Regions from separate parts of the Rattus norvegicus genome. Here region 2 is linked to region 1. The links are chromatin contacts, called in public HiChIP or PLAC-seq maps. All regions are on one chromosome and are shown on one strand. The core of a region is the stretch at or near the end of the contact, and the rest is flanking DNA. Distances in the headings are between cores, read along the strand shown.

What was found. HiChIP or PLAC-seq counts read pairs in DNA pulled down with a chosen protein or histone mark.
Region 2: an H3K27ac HiChIP or PLAC-seq map of oligodendrocytes shows a contact between it and region 1, with 13 times the contacts expected there. The contact joins two enhancer-like sites. A contact is called at or near these places in 1 of 12 Hi-C or Micro-C datasets (Schwann cells) and 1 of 1 datasets of contacts at active chromatin or transcription factors (oligodendrocytes).

The regions. Positions count from the first base shown.
Region 1 is chr2:112,393,585-112,399,515 of GRCr8, forward strand. The region is part of intron 2 of Fndc3b (fibronectin type III domain containing 3B); the gene reads right to left. Among named protein-coding and RNA genes, the nearest start is that of Fndc3b, 80 kb to the right of the region's middle. Within about 2 kb of position 3,822, at least 15 of the 93 cell types and tissues checked have an H3K27ac peak or open chromatin away from gene starts, as enhancers often do.
Region 2 is chr2:112,537,160-112,543,090 of GRCr8, forward strand. It overlaps a transcript of Fndc3b not described here. Among named protein-coding and RNA genes, the nearest start is that of Fndc3b, 64 kb to the left of the region's middle. Within about 2 kb of position 2,947, at least 7 of the 93 cell types and tissues checked have an H3K27ac peak or open chromatin away from gene starts, as enhancers often do.

The DNA of each region.
Region 1 (5,931 bases), core at 2,572-5,071:
CTTATAACCCTAATCTCCTCTGATGAGGACTAAACGTTACATTCACTATAGCTCCTACTACAGTAACATCCTAGGGTTCTATACCAGCCAATCTGGACTGCCCTCCTTCCCCACAACATGAATTACACAGAAGCTATACACACACACACACACACACACACACACACACACACACACACACACACACAAGAAAAAATGGAAAAAATCAACCTGTCTCTTACATAGGAAGTCATCTTTGCCCTAGGTGGCCCACTGACTTAACCTGCAGGTGGTACTTGACCTACATCCCAGTCCATTTGCCCTCTTCCAGTGTACTCAATCAGAAAAAAAAAATCCTACTTAAAATTAGAAGAACAGATGCTGCCTAACTGCATAATTAATTATAGTGTGCACACCAATTTGAAAGATGCCAGACTAGGACTAGAAGTGTGTCATTCAGAATTCTTGAAATAGTCTCTATTCTTAGGAAAAACAAACAAAAACTGGGAAGGACAGAATTCCTATCTATACATAATGTCTATGGGGTCAATGCAGACTGATAGTCATCCAAAGGTTCTGTAGACAGTGACAAAATTCTCATTAATAGAGGCTAGAGAGATGGTTCAGCAGTTAAGGGCATTTGCTGCTCTTGTAGAGGACCTGGATTCAGATCCCAGTACTCCCATGGTGGCTCATAACCACTTTAAAAAAAAGATTTATTTCTTTATTTTATTTATAGGAGTACACTGTCACTATCTTCAAACACACCAGAAGAGAGCATCAGATCCCATTACAGATGGTTGCGAGCCACCATGTGGTTTCTGGGAATTGAACTCAGGGCCTCTGGAAGAGCAGTCAGTACTTTTAACCAGTGAGCTCTCTTCAGCTCCTCTTAACCACTCTTAACTATAGTTCCAGGAGATCCCACACCCTCTTCTGACTTCCACAGGCACCAAACATGCACATGAAGCACAGACAGACAGACACTACATTCATACATAATATACATATATACATATACATACATGTGTGTGTAAGTAGGTAGATAGATGATAGATAGATAGATAGATAGATAGATAGATAGATAGATAGATAGATAAGATAGATAGATAGATAGATAGATAGATAGATAGATAGATAGATAGATTGATTGATTTAAGCCGTATTAACAAACTGTCAAGGAGCTGTCTTCAGGTCCAGCATTAGGTCTTAACACATTAGAATATATGTTCATTTTCTATTACAAATTTCAAGGCAGCCCGAAGAGATTAAACGAGGGTATCCTACACCTTTCCTTACTATACCTCACACTCAGGTACTCTGGATTCAATGGCGCCATACCCTGTCATGGGTCTCATTTCAGTTAACTTTAATATAGTGTTCTGAAACTAAGCTTTTTACTTTCCTTAGAAACATCTAGAATTTATGAAAGCCAGGCACTGTATCCCTAAACAAGCCAGCAGTCTCATTACTCTTGAAATTAAAAGCTGTATCCTTGAATAGCTTTTTCATAATCCTGAAAGTACTCACAACGGCTTCACTTACCACAATTACTCGGGGAAAGAGGTTGATACCTCTGGATTGATTAGGTACAAATAAAATAATGCTAGGAAATGGTTTCCTCATGAGCCTGCAAAAGGCCTGACTAGCACCGAAATGTTGAAAAGAGCTGGTTATACAACCCAATATTCATATGACCATGCAGCAGTGAAAATAATGAGACAAGGTTCTCTCTCTCTCTCTCTCTCTCTCTCTCTCTCTCTCTCTCTCTCTCTCTCAGGCACTCATACACACACACACATGAACAAAGACCCTATGCATATATTCTATGTGTATGATCTACACATCATATATTACTATTCATACAGCTAAATATATTAATATATATCTTGATTTTACTCAAATACTTTATAATGATTCATGTATTTGTGGTTCAAAATCAAACTGCCAATTAGTTCTGAGAAAAATGGCCAGTTTTACCTATCAGACAATAACACAATTCAATTAATTTGTAACAAAAAGACAAAAAATTAGTTAAGCACTAAACTTATTTCCATAATAAAAACATTTTTCCCCTACTGGATATCATATTTAAAGTTATCTTAGCTTCATAAATGCTGGATTTTCAGTATCCATCAATACACAATTCTTCACACGTCTGATGTAATATATACTCCAAAAATTAAGAGAAGATGATGAGGTCCTGGGAGAGTAAAGTGCAGTCTTTTCCACTGGCCAGCCCCACTGCACAGCGACAGCAGAGATGATGAGACCACGCCCCTACAGATTTAACTTCAAACTCCACCAATTAGAAGTTGTGTGGTCTTGGGCATGGTATTAAAACTCTCTCTATGCCTCAGTCTCCCCCTAAAATGAAGAAATTGATATAGGGTGAGCATACCTAACCCAAATCTAAAATGCTCCAAACTTAAAATTTTGTGTGCCAGTGTAAACAGACATTTAGCACCCAGATATTCCGAAAACACTTCTGGTTCTGAGTATTTCAGATGAGGAATATCCCACCTGTAGTATCAACCTTGCAAGACTGGTACTGCTTAAGAGCAAGAGCTGGCATGCATCAAATGCTCACAAGAGGGCCTCGAAGATGTTCAGCTTGCTGGACCAGCTCGCTGGTTGTCATCACCTTGGCACTAGGGGCAGAGCTGACCTTTACTCTCCTAGTCTAACCAGTGTAGTCCAGATGTAGGCTGTTATGGTTTTGGAACTGCCCATTTCCAGGCACAGGTAGAACTCGATAAGGAGTGAGTCACAGACAAGCAAAGCAGTAAAGGCTGCATCTGCAGAGTGAGCCAAGAACTCCTTTATATATAGCAGCTGGGCTCATCAACAGTGAGGACTCACTGAGGAGGACCAGGCAGCATGTTTTATTGCTGAATGAGAAGCTCCCCTTCCACTCATAAAACCATTTGTATCTGGCAGTCGACTACAGAAAGCCCTCTGTGTTTTCTCCACAATACCAAGCGAGGCTTGCCTGGCGTATAACAAGTACTTAGTAGTCCATTCAGATCAAAGTAAGGAAGCATCTCAGTGCGGGCTTCCAGAGAGTCTATAAATGGGTGCTCCCTCAGCACTCAACAAAGATTTTTCAAACTTTAAGGCCTAGAACAATCGCTAACCATCATTTTCCCAGAAACCAAGATCTCAATTTATATAAGCAAATACCAGACTTTACCAGAACATACAATTACCATAGACTTCAGTACAGAATGTAACAACAGAAATTTTATTTTATCTTCATTGTCCTGTATACTGTAAGTTTGGTACTCTAAAAAATAAAGGCAGGTTTACAATGCAACAGGCACCCCTTTCTATCAGCGTGGGAATTATCCAGGTGTGATGAAAACCTGTCACCTACTCAGTAGGATATCATGAGTGCATTCTGGGGTACCACTGTACTTTACGGTGTACTTGGTAACAGTAAGCAGGAACATACCATCCCTTGGAAGATCCCTGCAGGAAGTTTTATTTCTGTTTAAAAAAAATTGGGAGTACTCTCACAATTCTATTTGTCAGGGGGGAGTGCTATTTATTTGCAAAAGCTAGTTCCAGGGGGCTAGAAGAAAGGCCTTTCATTGGAGCTATCTCTTCCTCTCTTCCTTTCTCTCTGCTCCTTTCCCGCTCCCCTTGAGAAGTGCTTCTGTGGCATGTTTGGCTTCTAAGGGCCTAATGAGGCCCTGGATGCTACAGTGAATGTCGAGGCCTGAAAGAAATATTTCTCTCTCCCTCTTTGAGTCAGAAAATCTGAACACAAGAGGATCCATTCAAGGCATGATGGAGTGCCTCACAGAGGCGGCAATATGTTCCCGGTTGGCAAACAGAGAGCTGTTTGGACAGTGAGGACAGCCGTGCACTCAGCAAACATCAGCTTTCCGAAGACTTCGCAGGAGAGAGAGGGAGACGACGTGGGCCCCTTTTCAGACTCCAGCTCCAACTTGGGACAATCTCTCTAAACAAAGTGCCTTTGTTCCCAAAGGCACAATTCAGTGGGTCCCAACTGCTTTCCTAGAAACTATGTACATCTATTCACAACTGCATTCGAGCCAAAATCTCATTTGTAAAGACCTGAAAGGGCAAGGAAGTGATGGGAGACACCGAGATTTCCATCTGTATACTAACAGACAAGGAATGACTGGGTAGCTCTGTGCCTGTCGGCTAGGATGGCGGCTAGAGAAGAGTCAGCCCGCAACTTCTCAGGCCTGTCTTGCCCTTGTCGGTTGCTTTTAAGAGCAGGGGTGCTGCTGTTGCTGGATCTGAAAGACATCAACAGACATCCCAGAAGGAAATCGGAGGGAATCATGAGCAATAGACATGCCTGGTCAGGTTGTTTCCTCCTTGGATGTAATCCCTCTCTCCCTAGGATTTCAGAAGAAAATGCTTACAGGGTTTCACTAAAATGGTCAGTTTGGAAAGATAGCAACACTGAGGAAGAGTCCCCTGAAGCCAAACTTTTATCAGATTCTCCATGACATGAGTAAACAAACATGGAGTAGCAGACAACCTTGCCTAGGCTCGCTTCCTTCTCTAGACATAAGGCGCTACTTCAACTCAGGTATGCGGTGACAAAAGACTGTCACAGTGACGTTTTTATTACCATCAATGCCAAGAACTAAACTTTGGACAAACCAGGAACCCAGTTCAGTAGCTCTGTGTTTGATGAGTACTATCAGTCTGGGTTCAGCCATCAACACTAAAAACAAGCAGATGAACAAGAGTTTTCATTTTGAAAATATGGGTAATGTCAGAGGAGACAGAGCAGAAAGGTGAAGTATCTTACAGGATCTGTACTCACAGTCCTCAGTATTCTCATTATTCATAACTGCTACTCTCCATCAGTACAATGTGCAAAGGGCAGATGTCGGAACCTAGACAATTCTGCACAAGTGTATTTGAAAGGGAACGTTCTAATGTAGGAAAACTACTGCTGTTCACTGGCCTGGTTTTGTACAGTCCACAAGCAAATAGTTTCCATATTTTAAAAGAGCTATGGAGGAAAAATAGAATATGCATCAGAGACTGTATGTCTACAAAACAGGCTATTTTCCTGCCCTGCCCAAAATGAGTTTGGCAATCCCTGTGCTTACCCACTACAAAAGTGTTAAATAATAATTCCTGGTTCTTCTTGAGACAAACGAAGAACACATTTTCAATTAATGTCTGTAAGGGTCAGAGGCCAGAGACCCGGCGAGGATGAAATGAGAGTGTTAGAACAGGATGACCCAGCCAGGAATCCACTCACCCAACACCAAGTGCTTAGTAAGACAACCCTAAGATTTTACAATAAGAGAAAACCTTCATCCTTTGGGAAGATACCCAATAAATTGTACAACTTGCAGAACGCCTACCTCCTATGCTCAGAATAATAACTACTCGCCTTTATAGGCGGGTGTGAGTTGGTCGGAGTGGCAACGCCGATGAAGAGCATTCTTACTTAATAGGAGTGGGGAGGGAGCGTTACTGTGTGTACCGTCTGGAGCTCACTAGTTCTCTCAGACAAACAGGGAGACATCGATGGGTGCTCTGTAAAACATGCTTTCCCTATCAGCATACAACATCCCCATATGGACCAGTCTGCACCGGGAAAAATTAAAGATTCCTTCTGCTTTTGGTGACTAAAGGCTAGAAGCTTTATCACGGGCTGCTCCACTCAAATTGATACCTGTTCAACTGATGCAGCAGTAAACAGAAGGAGAGAGGAACAATTCTTTCTGCATGACAGGCAGTCCAACTATGTTACAGTTGCCTCAGAAAAGTCTAAGGGAATTCATTAGTGTGGACAGCCAAAATTCTATTTATTTAGTTTTAATGTGAACATATTTTCCTTTGTGAATGCGTGCAGGTTTGAACATCCATGCTTGTGGAGGCAGACATACAAGTACACATGTAGACAGCGGACAGCCTCAGGTGTCTGACTTCACCCCTCAGATCATCTGA
Region 2 (5,931 bases), core at 1,697-4,196, 140 kb after region 1:
CCACAAGCCACTCAATGAAGGCAATTCTTCAACTGAGGTTTCTCTTCCCAGGTGTGTTAAGTTGACGACCAAGATTAGTCATCACAGATGTGTTTAAAGATACTTGATTATTTCTGGTAAATTCCTCTAGTCACCAAGAATGTCTTCCTTTAGAAGAAATAGGAAAGGAGTACATGTCTAACCTATCTAAATATTTAATTCATGAATTCCTACATCTACACCCAAAGGCAGAGGTAGGAGCAAACGGGCAGCTCAAAGCAACAGTGGGGCTAGAGATGCAGCCCAGGGGGCAGAATGCCTGCTTATTAAACGAAAGATTGGCACACGCCTATAATTCAACCCTCAATTTCAGCACTTGGGAGGTGCGGGCAGGAGAAGCAGACATTCAAGACATCCTCGGCAGGTAGTGATGGAGGTCTAAATGAGACCCTGCCTCAGAAGACAAACAAAAGCAGTAGCATCCTTAAAGCCTTTAGGGGCCAACAAGATGGCTCAGGCCTGGAAAGGTGCTTGCCACTTAAGCCTTGTGACCTGAGTTCAGTCCCCCTGAGTTGATTTCCTCGCCTTACCAATATGCCATCAAGTACTTACAGATGAAGAGACATTCACAAGGGCAAAACAAGTGTCCCCAGAACACCAAAACCAACAAGGTGGCAGAGTTGTGCTCCACTTGGGGGTGGACAGGAAGGTGGGGTGCTGGCTGCTCTGGTTCACTCTGAATGCAAATACAGCTACAACTGCTGCCAGGTGCTGGTTCAAGTTCCTATGGGAGCACCAGGAAGAAGGCAGGTATTGTGACATCTACTGTGAACACCAACCTTCTAGGGTCCCCTGCTTCTCCACGGGTTCCCAACAGTGAGCCACGATCAGCCCACACTGTGATCTCTCACTGTTTCGAAGGGCACTAGTTTTCCCATCCTGCTAAAATGGTTTGTTCTCTTAATTAGATAAACATTACTCTGGTGATATATTTAAACTTTTGATATTTATACTAAAACCTTTTTTAAACATTATTTACTTAGAGCAGGGAGGGCTTGCATGTGTCATAGCAAACTTATAGGTCAGAGAATAACATATCAAGAGTCGGTTCTCACTCACCACTATGTAGGTCTTGGGGTTCAAATTCAGGTCATCAGGCTGCAAATGCCTTTACCAGACCAGCCATTTTGATGGCCCTAAAACCTTTACATTAGGCATAGGGTGGTCACTTGTCATTCTAGCTTTGCCTGCATAGTTACAAAGTTCTAATTAGCTGCAGCTAGACAAAGTACAATGAAGGTACATCTAACAAAGGTCTCTTTCCCAGAAGATGCAAAATCCAAGCACCTAACAGCTAAATTAAATCATTTGTTTCCTGGGGTTTCAGAGAGAGAGAGAGAGAGAGAGAGAGAGAGAGAGAGAGGGAGGGAGGGAGGGAGAGGGAGAGGGAGAGTGTGTAGGAGGAAGGGAGAGGTGTTGACACTGGGTGTGTCTTCCTCAATCACTCTCCACCTTATTGTTGAGACAGGGTCTCTCAGTGAACCGGTAGCTTGTGGATTCAGCTTGCGTGGTGACCAGCGAGCCGCTGGGCTCTTCCTCTCCGCACTCCTGCACTGCATTTACAGACTTGCCCCGTCCACAGCCTTTCACATGGACGCTGGGGTCCACACTCAGCTGGCAGCACAAGCACATTATTCTCTTTGTTGTCTCGCTGAAGGTATGCCGGTTTTACCACTTGTCAGATTTTGAAAGGGAAAGAAGAACTGGAGTGGCCACCAGCCTGCTTCAGGGGTTGGCTGGGAGTTTACTCTGTACAGTTGCTAAAAAGATGAGCCAAGCTGCTCTGCGTGTAAGAAGAAAAATGCTTTAAATGCTTTGCCTTTACCAAAAGAAAAAGAAGAAAGGAGAGCATTCCATTCACAAAGAACCGAGTCTCTCTGTCACTGTCTTCTGCATCAATAAGGGTATGAAATAAAGTTACACTCTCAGCTCAAATACAGTCATTTAACACAGACACTTTAAACACTGATACCAAAACCTCAACTCTCTTTGCTTTTAGCTCAACATCATCTCACAACACCCCCAATGCCCTCCAAAAACACATGCATGCACACATGTGAATGTGCAAACACACACACACACACACACACACACACAGAGAGAGAGAGAGAGAGAGAGAGAGAGAGAGAGAGAGAGAGAGATTTAGAAGTCACAGGGAGGATAAACACTATGGTCATGAAATCTAACCGGAGTTCCACTCAGGAGCTGTGCTGGAACTGACTATTGCCAAGAACATTAGAACTTATGAATGTGAAACCAACACATCTTAAACCGGTGCAGGGAAAAGAAATTCAAAGACTGATCTCTGCTCACAGGAGGAAACATCCTCACTGGCAGAAGGCTGTCCACAGGACCTCACAAGATGACAAGCTCCTCACCCTCCTATCCCACAGCTCCTGTCCCACATACCTCTGGTCTCCAAGGACTGATCCTTGTTACTAAATGTACTACAAAGAACTGTCACCCAGGTGAGCCACGACTTCACACTGGGTTCTCCTTGGCTGAACCTTGCAAAGGGGGTCAGGTAATCCCAAGCCACCCTCCTGTGCTCAGTCTGACAGAGTGCTTCCGTCTAGCCACCAGGATCCAAGCATGTTCCACACACACCCCCACCCCAAAGCACTGCTCACCACCTGCTTCAGGGTTGACTCAAGGCCTCTGTTTATTCTACTTTATTCATTCAGACACCAGAGTGTAAACTGAAGAACAAAGCCGCCCCTCACCACCCACACATTCCCGACAGTAAAGAGCGAAGGTCTACCTGGAAACAGAGTTCTACCAGGAACACTCTGAAGCTCTAGTACACTGACCTCAACGTGAAGAATAGCAATGGTGTCTCCACTGTGCAAAGTGGGGAGGCTGCAGGGATTGGCCAGCCCTGAAAACAAGACGATGTTCTCAGCTGCAAGTGTTGAAAGCTCAAATAAGAGGCTCAGATAACACAAGGACTAAAGCCCTGCCTGTCATTCCGTCTTGGAATCTCTTCTCAGAAACTGCACTTCTGCTTCATCTCGACAATGACCCTGGACTGAGAAAGCCACACTGGCCTGCCCATGCATTCAACAATCTGGTCCAGCCAAAACCCACCTTGCCGAAACGCACAGGGAGGGCGACTTAGCGGCAGGACCTATCCCACTGTTAATGAGGAGTAAATAGGAAACATCTAAGCTTTAAGTTTTATTTACTGACCACAAAAGGGAAAGTAAATGATTTTCAAACTGTCTCAGCACAAATCCATGGCCTCTAAAACATGCAAATAACACAGGGCCAGCTCCAATTGAAACTCTGTCATAATAACAACTGCTGAATTTATGTAACGCTTTGTCAAACCTTTTTAAAGACACAGACTAATGGGTGCGATAATTGTTTTAAAAGATACACATGAATTGTATTCTCCTTATACTAAGATGAAAAAAAAAAAAAAAAAAACAAGTTGAGAGGTTTAAAAGTTTGCCCGAGACACAGAGATGCAAAGGAAAATGATTCCTTGACAAACTAACTATGTTTGCTGACACAAAACTCCTGCTAAGATTCAGCCCTTAATCTTTGCCTGTCAATCCATGGCTTCAAGATTACTGTAAGTCTCTCACTTATATCTTGATGTCCTAACAAATTGAACCATGCATATATCATGGTTAAATCTTGTTTCCATATTTGGCACACTCCCTAGGACACTATAATTCTATTTATAACACAGTTCTTTATCCTGATTCTGTGAACATAGTGAAATGCTCCCCACGGCCAGGAGTGGGTATGAACAAGACATTCAAACAGCCGAATGTTCTCATTAACCAATGCCTTGCCTGTGGTTGAATTTATAACTTTCCAATAGCTGGAGGCAACGTGATTTATATTCACACTAAAAATAATACTGCAATTTAAAACTGATTCATTGCTGTAAGTCTCTGGGATTCTACTGTGTTCTAGAGCCACAATTATGACCTGTGATTACCCCTGCAACTCGGAAGGACACACACGCATTCAGGTATCTTTATAGTGAACACGGAAGTTGTTTCTTAAAAAATCTTAAGAAAGTGTGGGCTGAAAAAGCTGTCTCAGGAGCTAAGAGCTTGCACAGCTCCTATGAAGGACAGAGTTCAGTTCCCAGCACTAACCGGGACAGTTCACAACCTGTAACTCCAGCTGCAGGAAACCTTACACCTCTGGCCTCCAAGAGTGCCTGAACTCACACCAGCCGGCCCACACAGTTATACACATAATTAAAAATAAATTTCCTTTTAAATTCTAATAAAAACACATTATTTCTCATTTGTCTTTCCCTAAACCATTTGAGAAACGAGCCCAAGTGACTACACAAATAGACAAGAGGACTGGGAGAGAAAGCTCAGTGGGCAGGAGTGCTTCCCTGTAAGCATGAGGACTTGAGTTCGAATCCCCAGGCCCAGTTAAAAAGCCTGCTGTGGCCACAGGCTCCTGTCAGCACAGCACAATGAGAGGTAGGAAAGGAGGACTGCTGGGTTTGTGGCTGCCAAACCAGCTCTGTCTCAAGAGAATAAGGCAGACGGTGACAGAAAGGACTCTGGCTTCCACACCGGATACAATGTGCACACACATTCACAAGTGAAACACTCTGCTCCTGGAGTTAAAATATATTTCTTTTCTTTATAGCTTATGTGGAAAAATGGCTTGACACAAATTAAATACTCTTATACATTAATCTTCCTGGTGGGGTGAGGTATCAAGGGTGCCCATCCCCATGTCTGCCACTGCCACCCTCCCCTTACACTCAGAACAAAAAAGAAAGGTTCTGGGTTATCTGCAGATAGAATCCAGTCAGATGGATGCTCTTGGATTTTCACTCTCTCATAGGAGATCTGGAAGTTTTTGGAATTTTTTTGACCAAATGAAACTCAAAAATGTAGCAGATGTTAATTAAATCCATTTATCAAAATTTTTTTTCTAAGCCTTTCCTCATTGCAAAGGGTCATTCCTGCTGGTTTAGTCTAGCACAATTTGTGAATAAGTCTAACATTTAATAATTGATTTGGTCGGAGAGTGCTACATCTCACTATACAGAATATATATATATATATATATATATATATATATATATATATATATATATATATATTCCAGCTCTTGCCTGGCGCTCCCTATGTAGACCAGGCTTGCCTCAAACTTACAGGATCCATTTCCTTTCCCTGGCTCCTGAGTACTGGGAGTAAAGGCATGCCCCAGTACACCCTGCCTGATGATTTAATTTTATACTTTGATAGCAAGACTACTTAAATTCTTCAGAAGATTGCTGTACGTGCACAAAGACAACCTCAGAGAAAAGTCACTTTGAAAGAAGAGCATATGAGCAGGTGGTGTGGATGCGAAGGGTGTGGTTTTGTTCCTTCCAACTCCATAAACGGCTTCATCTTGCTTCCTCTTTGGGGAGGGAGGGGTGAGACAGGGTCTCTGTAGACAAACTGACCTGGAATGTACTATGTAAGCCAGGCTGGCATCTCCTGATCTTCCTTCGATTACAGGTGTGAGCCACCATGCCTGGCTAGCACGCTCCTTTATTACGCAGGATGCCAGGAAGAATTGGCTCCTTTACCAGCAATTCCAAGTACATCTATTCCAACTAAATCGCTAAGCTGAAGGTCTGCCCATCAGTGCTGACTGTGACAGATGCGCACCTTAAAATGTAAGTGGCTAACTTTCCACTCTGTTTGGAAAAGCGGACTGAGGCAAACCTACCCTAGACTTAGAATACGAGTTCAAGAGCTGAGCTGAGGCTCTAGCACCGTAGGAGAGTATTTGCTTCCAGCCTACAAAAGGCCATAGGTTCAATGCCAAGCACCCCCCAAAGGAAAGAAAATAGACCTAAAACATCTTCTGATTGTAAAGAAAGGACAACTGGTGAATCAAAATACCTCTCAG